2 separate regions of the Rattus norvegicus genome follow, and region 1 is linked to region 2. Evidence: chromatin contacts called from public Hi-C data. All regions are on one chromosome and are shown on one strand. The core of a region is the stretch at or near the end of the contact, and the rest is flanking DNA. Distances in the headings are between cores, read along the strand shown. Region 1 holds the start of Dock5 (dedicator of cytokinesis 5). Region 2 holds the start of Cdca2 (cell division cycle associated 2).

Region 1 (4,874 bases), core at 2,195-4,694, 220 kb before region 2:
AAAAAAAACAACACCCACAAAACTGTCCTTAACAGAATCCATATCTTCTCACAAGAAAGTTGTGTCAAACTTGTAAAATAAACCTGGTTAAAGGGGAAAGTAGAGCCCTGTCCAGATGTCTTGGTATCCTATATTAGGTACTGTCAGGGATGGCTACAGAATTTAAGTCAATTAGCCTAGCCTGGAAATTCATTTCTCCTCGTTTCTGTCTCTGGAGCTCCCAAAGCACAGTATTCTTGTGTCCAAGAGTTGCTGAATCTTTAAGGGCTTTAGAATCTAGATAGCTGCAATTGTGAGATATCTTTCTTTCTTTTCTTTTTTTCTGAAAAGACACCAGCGAAGAGGAAAAAGATAATTCTGGGAAACATGCTGTCATTCCACCTACCCATCTGGTCAACTGTCTAATTTTAAACCTCATTTTAATAACAAGACTTTGAATAGCTGCGCTTTTATGATTTAAGTGGACTTTCAAACTGAGAATAGAACCATCTGATATAACAAAAGTGGGTGGACTTCAGTCAGTAGAGGGAAAAGAAAAAACACACTGGATTTTTTTTTTCTATTTTCCTCCAACTCTCTTAAAAGCAATCAATGGTTGCAAAGCCTGAAATCTCCTGAGTTCAAATTCAAACCTGGAGTTTTGGAAAGAACGTATAAGGACACCAAAGCATGAATCAATTGAAATGATACTGGTTGAAACCAAATTCCACAGAGTAAACGGATTAACACTCTAGCCTGGATTAAATGTTGGGGGAGGGGGGAAGCTTGCTTAAAGAACAAAGATTCATTTCCCTGCACATAGGTGACTGAGGGAAATCTGGGTAGCTCCTGCTCCAGGGCAGCCCAGATCTATATTCCAGACCAAGGTTGACAGCTCCTAAGGGTCTAGGGGGAGCAGTGGCTGAGCAGAGAAAGGGTGAGGAAGTTAAAGTCCTTGAAAATATTCAAAGGAAAACTTTGATCCAAAACAGAATATGAACAAGGATGATATCATGGAAGATCAACAATAAAAATGGCAGCCGTGATCACTAGTCGTTCAAGACCGGGGTCATACTTTGCTCCTCACACCCCAAAGCCAAGGTTTATAGAGCCTATGTGAATACCGAGTGAGAAAAGATTACAAAATAACAAAACAAACAAACAAAGCAAAATGAAAACCCAAAAGCAACAAAATAGAAGCACTTTTTTCCCCCATGCTTTTTCCAGAATCACTTGTTGCTAAAGCAGAGAGGCCAGTAAGCTTCACTGAGAATCCCTCTCTGCTGGCACTGTCTAGTTGGCGCCCCCTTCACTTTATGTCTAGAACTCCCGGCCCTTTTCACAACTGCCTACCATCCCAGGCTGTCTCCATTAAACTGACACCCTTAGCCCTTTAGAGTTGGTTCACAGCACAGCAGAAACAATTGGAAAGTGTCTGGTATCCCCACCAACACAAGCTCAAAACCTTTAGAATTTGTAATAACACAGGAAGTCCTCGTCCGGGTCATGGCCTTTACTTCTGCCTCTTGAACCAAGTTTCCTGTCTAACTCCCATCATTCACTGTCCAGGACTCTGCCAGTTTGGAGCCTGTTAGACCTGCTCCGTGGCCTTTGCGTTTGCCTTTCAGGCAGTCCAGAACACTTCCCTTTTTTTATCATGGGGTCATTCTCACTTCCGGTAGTTCTGCCTTTCAGTCTCTCCTTATCTCAGATGTCTTTCCAGATGCGTCTGTGTAAATCTCTGGCACCCATACTCCCCACGCTCCTGGCTAGTGTTTCTCTCTGGGGGCCTAGCCTCCTTTGGTATGCATTTCAAGTCTTAACTTCTTCCAACTGCTGCGTGAAGGTAGGAGTGTCATTTACCTCATTGCTGAAACTCCATTCCAGGAACAGTGCCCAACACATAGTAGGTCACTTATGGAGGAAGGAAGAAGAAATTATCTAACCTGGGTGGTTAAGTCACTGACCAAGAAGTTATTTTGGGAAGATGGTGGAAATCTTTGTGGATGTCAGGTCTACACTGATGGAAATAAGTCTTGCTGCGTATTATAAATAGATTCCTATTGGAACTTTTTCTTTCTTTTTTAGAGTGTTTCCTTAGCCATTTTTAATTTCTTCCTTTGAGAACTGTTTAGTACATAGCTCAGTTTGTAGTTTGGTTGGTTGTTTTCCTACTGCTTAAATTCTTTGGTGATTTTATATTTTTTAAGCACTCAGTATTTCGTACACAATGAACATGTAACTTTAAATTACAAAGGGAATAAATGACACATTATGTAATCATGCTTAACTTTAAATTCGCCCTTATCAAGAATAAAAATTGACATTTAAAAAAGTTGTGACCGAACCACTTTAAGACGGCCGAGGCACATAATGGGTACCTATTATGTTTCTTTCAACCAGGGCTCCAAGTTCATAACTTACTTTCTCAGGAGGAAAACCAGGATTAAAAAAAAATATTCAGACATGGTTTGCAAAAAGTCACCAGAGTTCACTCATCTCTAATCAAGCGTTACTGTCTTTTACTGTGTTTTAATTACACGTTCTGTTCTTGTCAGGTTCCAAACTGGCAAGAAAGCCTTCACATTCACAGATCCCAAAAACAACACAATTTCCCGCATGAGGTATTTTTTTTTTCAGATGGCGAAGCTAACTGGTTAGTTAGTTTGATATTTTACTTCTAAGTGTGAGGTGTCCCTTTACTAAGTAGCTTCTACTTCATTCTGAAGGCCTCTCCAAGGGGGAAGCGCGTCTACCCGCAGGCAGAGGGCGCCAAGCGCACCCCTGAGCAGTTCAACACACAGCTGCCTTTTGGAGTCCTCAGTCCCAGGCTGGAAAAGGACCCGGAAAGGGGATTGTCAGGGGTGGTAGATGTTCTGGCGTCCTCCACACAAGGAAGCCTTCTGGGCAGGGAGTCATTTGGAAAGGGGAACCTCTTAGAGCAGACTTCTTCCCCTAGTGTGAAAGTTTGAGTTGCTCCAACTGGGAGAAATAAGTCCCTGTGTTTGGGGTTTCCAGAGTTGAGCTTTGTCAAGTGTCCTAACAGAGGGTCCCCTAGATTGGATACTTCCGAAGCGCCCCGGTCCCCTTCAACAGTTCCCTGCGGACCTTGAAGCTCGGCTTCCGGCTCTCAGGGCTGCTGCAGACGCTCCCGGAGGCGAAGGCGGGAGCACACGGCTCATTCATTCAACAAATATTTATTGAGGTCCGGAGGCGACCAGTAACTCTCACCAGCTCCTCCTCCGCGCTCCGCAGCGCAGCCCGGGAGCGCTGGGGATTCGCAGAGCGGACGCTGGGAAGACAAGGCGGGCGGCTCCCGGCTGCGGCTCCAGCCGGGCGAGGCGGAGCCGGCGGGGGAGGCGGGCGGCCCCGGGGCGCAGAGGGCGCGGCCAGCGGGAGGAGCCGAGGCGGCGCCGGGGAGGGCGCGCAGGGCTGCACGACCGCCGGCCCCAGCAGGTGACCGCGGGCGAGCGGGCGTGCGTGCGGGGCACCGGGCGCAAGCGAGGCGGGACGGCGTGGACGCGGCCGGCGCGCCAAAGTCGCCCAAGTTTTGCCCGAACATGGCGGAGGAGTCCGACCGGCGCTGGGGCGCTCCGAGCACGAGTGGCTGTAGCCGCTAGCGCCGCGGGGCGAAGTCGTCGCCATGGCCCGTTGGATCCCTACCAAGAGGCAGAAGTACGGGGTTGGTGAGTGCTTGCCCCGCCCCACCCTCGTCTGAGCGCCACTGAGTCCACTTTGGCCCCGCGGAGCTGGCGCACACTCGGCTACTCGGTCCCGGTGCTGCAACCCCGAGATTTCAACCCGCTCTGATGTAAAAGTGCTTTTAGGCTTGGGGACTCAGATCCTTCCCCGTCCGAACCCCAACTCTAGTGGCGCGCACTGTGGGAGCGCGCGGGGTCCCCACTGCCGTAGGTGGTCAGCGAGGGCCGCACGTGGGATGGTGTGCTTTGCGAGCGTCCTTTCCCAGATCCCACTCGGAAGCCCCTAAGTCCCTCTCCTTCCCTCCCTCCCTCCCTAAGACTGCAGTCCCAGTCCCGACAGCAGTCAGAGACAAAATGGGAAGCCGAAGCTGCCAGTGGAGGTGATGGAAGAGGCAGGAAGTGTGTGGCGTGGGAAGGAGGGCAAGAGGGTCCGGGGGCTGTGTGTGAGAACAGCCATCTGACCTACTAGCATAGAGGGAGAGGTGTGACACAGCTTCCCTAAGGGGCAGGAAAGGGGTAGGTCCGGCGCTAGCGCGTGGCGTTTGTGTTCACAGTACGCTAGCGCTCCAGCGTCATTTCTGAACTCTGGCCTCTGGGTTTGGATCTGAAACCGTGGCGTTGAGAGATTGGACCCAGGTGGGAAAACTTTCCACTTTCACTTTTCATTGAGCCAGGTCAGGGAGGAAGCACTCACCTTTAGCAGGACGATTGCCATGACAATTGGACTTTAAATGGAGCCTCTGGGATAAACAAATGTGTTGTGTGAGAATTCTATCACTTTCTCCCAGGTCCACCCAGTTGGCACGATTGAAATGTAATCCCTTAATTCGTTCTGTCAGTGCACCTCTTTTCCTTCACATCCCAGACCTGCAAGAACACTGCCTAAAGTTATTAGTCTGCTGTGACATCTAAACTCATTTCAGACACATAATCCTATGTGCCTATGTAACCGGGACTCAGAACTCAGGCTTTAGTATATTATTAATTCCGTCCTTAGTATATTATAATTTGATGCAGATTGAAAGCCTGCAAATATATATCTATGTGTATATTCCCAAAACATTTTTTTTAATTTGGCTTTACTTTTAGAATTTTTGCTCCTCCGCATGGCTGCAGGCCATATGGATAGGTGAGGTTTCTTCAGTCCCAGATCACCAGGTCTTGACTTATCCTTGATAAGTACTTGGCTAGATA
Region 2 (4,731 bases), core at 707-3,206:
TGGCAACACTAAATCTTTCAATAAAAAACGACACAGACTACTAGCCAACTCCAGAGTTGGTTAAGGAAGAGTTAACGATCAGAACTGACAGCTTTTCAGCATGTATTTCTGAAGCACTGTTGAGCTAATGTGAACACTATTTTTGTGTGAATATCAAATCTTTTAGGAAACTAAAATCAGAGCACAAACCCCACTGTGGATCAGATTTCCAGAATCTGTTTATTCAAAACTGCAGAATGGTTGAAAAACTCCGCCCCCCCCAACCCCCAACTTTAATGCCTTTGAATAGTTCTGCTGTGTATACGTAGGGGAATCAGAGTACTCTGGCCGATGTACCTTGAACTGAAACTTTAAAAAGGTTCATTATTTTTGAGACTTTAAACAGGCTTAGTTAATGTGTGGGGCAATCATTTAACCACACATTACTAGTCCGCCAGAAACAGCCAATATTTTCCAAAGAATAACTTTCAAGGGTGGGGCAAGAGGCAGCTGCAACATCGGAAAAATATTTAGCACCACGCCCTCCACGGAGGCCTAAATGCAGCTAAGGCTACTGTCAAATCAAGTCATTCCGAAAGTCTGCTGTCATCATCCTTTAAGGAACCAAAACAAGGCGACACAATAAAACGTGTATAAAAGTTTGCACAGTGGTGGGGCAAGGGGCCCGGGGCACCCTGAGAGATGAGGAAAGCGGTCCAGACCAGGTCCTCATTCTGAGGATGTCACTCGACTGTCCCCTGGAGTTTCCTTCTCCCGACCTGGCCAGGGTCACTCGCCTCTGTGATCACTGCCTCCTCCCCAGGCTGAGCATTACTCAGCACGGATAAGGACTGGAGGGCGCAGCGGGAAGATGGGAGGGGACCTCGGCCAGCTGCTCAGGTGACAGCGGCGCCTCGGAGCTCCGGTGGCCGAGCTGCCCGGGGCTGTCGGAGGCTGCGGGGGTCCCCGGGTCGCGCCCCCGCTGCCGCTTACCTTGCCGTTCCTCGGGCTGCCGTTCAAGAACAGCGTGACCCGCCGCATCGCTCCGCCCGCGCCGGGTCCTGAGGGAGCCGCCACCCTCTCTCCCGGCCCGCCACCCGCCGCGCTCCGCGCCCGCGAGACCCCTCCCGCCTCCCACCCGGACTCTCCGCCCTTCGCCACCTTCCTGGTCGGCCCCACACTCCTCACGCACGCACCCTCTGTCCCACACCCCAGGGTTGGCCGATCCTCCTTCCCACCCCGCCCCTAGGCTCCTCAGCCTGCTAGCGGCCCTTCCCCCAACCGCGCGCCCAGATTGACACTGACCTGCGCCAATCAACGGACCGCACTGGCCAGCATTAAGCCAATCAGCGTTCGGTTGGAGGGTGGGCTCAGAGTAATACTAGACGGCGGTGAAAGGAAAGAGAGGCTGAAAGCTGGTTGACGGAAAGGAGTATCTGCGAATCAGAACAGAAGCTACTGGCAAAGGGCCGCTCTAAGCGTTACTGAGCAGGCGCACGTCGGAGTGTAGGAGTGCTTATTTGCATAAAGAGAAGGAAGAGGCGGGACGCCAAAGTCCCATATACCAGTCAACTCCTCGCTGGGCTTTAGCTCCTCCTACTACACCCACCCACCGAGGTAACGGTTGGTATCTGGATTGGCTAATAGAGTAAACTATCCGGCGGTTCTGTCACGATTGGTCAGGTGATTCATTTTCGAAGTTTCCAGCAGCCAATCCAAGGTTAGAGGCGGGATTTGTTCGCAACTGAAGTATTGCTCCGCGGAACTCACCGGTAGTCCCCAGTACACCTTTTTGCCTCAGCTTCGTCTCTCCAGGGTCATTTCATGGCTGTCTGTGATTCTTCCGGAACACACAGAGTCTCCCTGCTCCGTCCGAGAGCACGAGAGTAAGGTCTGGAGGGAGCGGGATGCACACACACGTGGGCCACCGTTCCGCAAGATCCCTCCGCGGGGGCGTGGCCGCGGTTTGAATTTGCTGGCGGGCAAGCGGAGCTTGATCGCCTCCTCCGGACGTGGTGTGTCCAGGTGTGCAGCGACCTGCAGGAAGCCCTCCCGGTTCTTCCCGGGCCTCTGGTGCTCTCTGAAACGGAGCCTCCGCGACGCTTGTCGTAGTCGTCTGAGGGAACGCGCGGGGCCCGGGCGGGAGAGGTAGGCTTGCTATGCGTCCGGGGTTCAGGGATGCAAAGCCGGGACAAATCATTTCGGTCCGCTTTGTTTAGTCAATACTACCTCCCGCCGTTTCTTTAATCAGAACGTTCCAGCTTGTATTCCCGTGGTATTAATTGCGTTAGAGTTCCGTCGCATTCTTTTTGGCTTGTAGTGAGATTTTTTACATTTTATTCTTTAACTTCCTCATCTTCCAGATGGATACGAGTTCACACAACAAGCCTCTCTCTGAATCCAAGGAGTGTGTCCGTCATAATTCTGGTATGTGGTGACCTGTTGCCCTCGTTAAGTGGAAGGTTTGAGTGTTTTAATGTATTGTTTAACCCTCCAACGTGTTTTCCGTTTTCAGAAAATGACTTTTTTATCTTGGGTACCGGGCCGCTTGTGACCCCTCAGAAGCATGCAGCAGACATGACTCCTAATCTTTGCACCCCTGATACCTTTAAGTCACCTTTGGACTTCTCCACAGTAACCGTAGAGCAGTTGGGAATTACACCTGAAAGCTTTGTTAAGACCCCTTCAGGTAAGAGAAGCTCTTGTATAGTTTTTCAAGTTTAACAATAACTCTAGTAGTCCTGAATTATACATGTTATACTGTCTGACTCTTTCTGTGTGTATTTATACTGACCATGCAGACTTGCTTGTTTGGGGAGACTTTTCAGCAAATATAGCAGGGATCAAAAAGTCCTAGGGCTTCCAATATGACACAGTTTCTGAATCAGTTGTGCTTTGTGCCCACCAGTGTATTTCAAAATCAGAGGAAGTTGAAAGGCAGTTAAGAAAGTTAAAAGGGACAAGGCTTTGTGCCTCGTTCAAAAATCCCAAACAGAAAGACCCAGATATTGGTTTTCTTCAACCTCAGGAATGAAATTCCCAATGTCAAAGGAAATATAGGAAGAGAGTCCTTTGGGTTCTAGAACAGTGATTATAAAGAAGGATAATGAGACACTGGGGGAGCCAATCACACCGTGATACTGTGTAAGGCATGAACTAGGCAAAGCCAAAGTGACACTCATTCTGCATTGCTCCGAATTATCACATTAAAGACTAGATCCATTTTTGTGTACATAGCTGTGTGAGCAAAATTCAGGATGGCATGCTGAAGGTGAAGTAGCTTATCCCAGAGTAAAAAGAATTTTGAAAAAATATGAGCAGTGTGTCTCACCAGTCCTAACTTATATGGAAGCTCTGTTCCAAGGGCTGCAGCAAGTTTTTAGAACTAAAACTATGAATAAATCATAAAATAAAGATAATTTTTGCTACGCATACATACCAATGATCATGCTTAATTTATAAATTGGCCACAGTAAGAGATGTGGCCTACTTCTCTGTGGACAGGCTCTTAGAAACACACCCTATCCAAGATGTCCTCAAACTAGTTGAGTTTAGAATCAAGCTTGACCATTACAAACTATTCTCTCTCTACTCAAATACCCTATGGGCCCTTACAGGAAGCACTTCTTAGCTTAGCTGAATTGCTAGTATCACTGCTCTTGAGGCCAGGGTTGGCCAAAATAAAATAACGTTTGCAAGAACACAGTTACTGTACCAAACAGTGACTCTCTCACAGCCAGATAGCCAGAGAGTGACCTTAGGGTATATAGCATGCCCATTCAGGAGATTCATGTCAGGGTTAGATGTTGGTAGATAGTGGATTGTGTGCTGCTTGCAATGGTACGCTTTAAACTGTTCCCGTGTGATACTTTCAAGTCCGGATGGCTACAGTAAGTGAAACCACAACATACTGTAGTTTAGGTGCATGGTTGTTGCTATAAACAAGAGGAGAGTCTTAGCATCGAGCTGTTACTCCTGCCCTCTCTATGTATTGGAGCTATGGGGCACAAATGAAAACTAAAGGAGTATTTGTGGCCTTCTGTGTGCCAAGTGCTGATCTAGAAACGTGAGTTGAATCAGTGGTCAAGTGACAGTTCGTGCAGCGTTGCCAGTAGCTCTTCACTAAATTTTCTGTTACATGTGTGGACTCTGTTTTGTCTCTTATGGTGACCCATCACCAGCACAGGACCCAGCCATTGCCATGTTCCGTTCTGATTTATGGGAGTGTTTTGTTGCAGGAAAGTCATCATCTTCCCTTCAGAAGAACAGACGCCGTTCTACGGTTGGTGTGCGGGGCTCTCCAGAAACAAACTGTTTGATCCGCTTCATAGCTCAGCAGCGAAGCCTGAAGAAGGCTGTAAGGTCTCCAATGGCCCGCGATCCCTACTTAGAGGTATGTTTCCTCCCGCACGCTCCTGAGTTTTGTGAGGGAAATGGTTTTACTCGTCAAGGTTTCTACTTTCTAGCACTTTTCTACTCAGACCTTGGGGGAGACTGCCTTCCCTGTCTTGCAGGGACTGTGCAGGTAACACACTTGCTGGGTGTGTAACTTTAGTGAGATTAGTGGTCTTTACAGAAATGGCTTTCTGGAGAGGATTTCTGTTTTGTAAAATTTTCATGGAATGAGGAAAGCTCCCATCCCTTGGGTGTTTTCTTCCTGTGGCTTTTCTCTATTTCTAGTGTTTTCATAACTACTGGTTGGGCAGAGGAGAAAGAGAAACAATGGCTTGTCTTCTGGTGTGCTTAGCTCCT

Evidence for each region. A called contact is a pair of places that touch in the nucleus more often than the background predicts.
Region 1: a Hi-C map of liver shows a contact between it and region 2, with 3 times the contacts expected there. The contact joins the promoter of Dock5 here to the promoter of Cdca2 in region 2. A contact is called at or near these places in 7 of 12 Hi-C or Micro-C datasets (the Rat2 cell line, Schwann cells, frontal cortex and 3 more) and 1 of 1 datasets of contacts at active chromatin or transcription factors (oligodendrocytes).

What each region holds. Positions count from the first base shown.
Region 1 is chr15:46,332,612-46,337,485 of GRCr8, reverse strand. It overlaps Dock5 (dedicator of cytokinesis 5), which reads left to right and starts at 3,444. Exons shown (of 52, transcript NM_001372012.1): 1 at 3,444-3,665. The coding sequence starts at 3,623.
Region 2 is chr15:46,114,251-46,118,981 of GRCr8, reverse strand. Cdca2 (cell division cycle associated 2) reads left to right here and starts at 1,956. Exons shown (of 15, transcript NM_001107273.1): 1 at 1,956-2,127; 2 at 2,343-2,406; 3 at 2,495-2,668; 4 at 4,218-4,372. The coding sequence starts at 2,343. It overlaps Kctd9 (potassium channel tetramerization domain containing 9), which reads right to left and starts at 1,095. Exons shown (of 12, transcript NM_001108871.1): 1 at 973-1,095. The coding sequence starts at 1,020.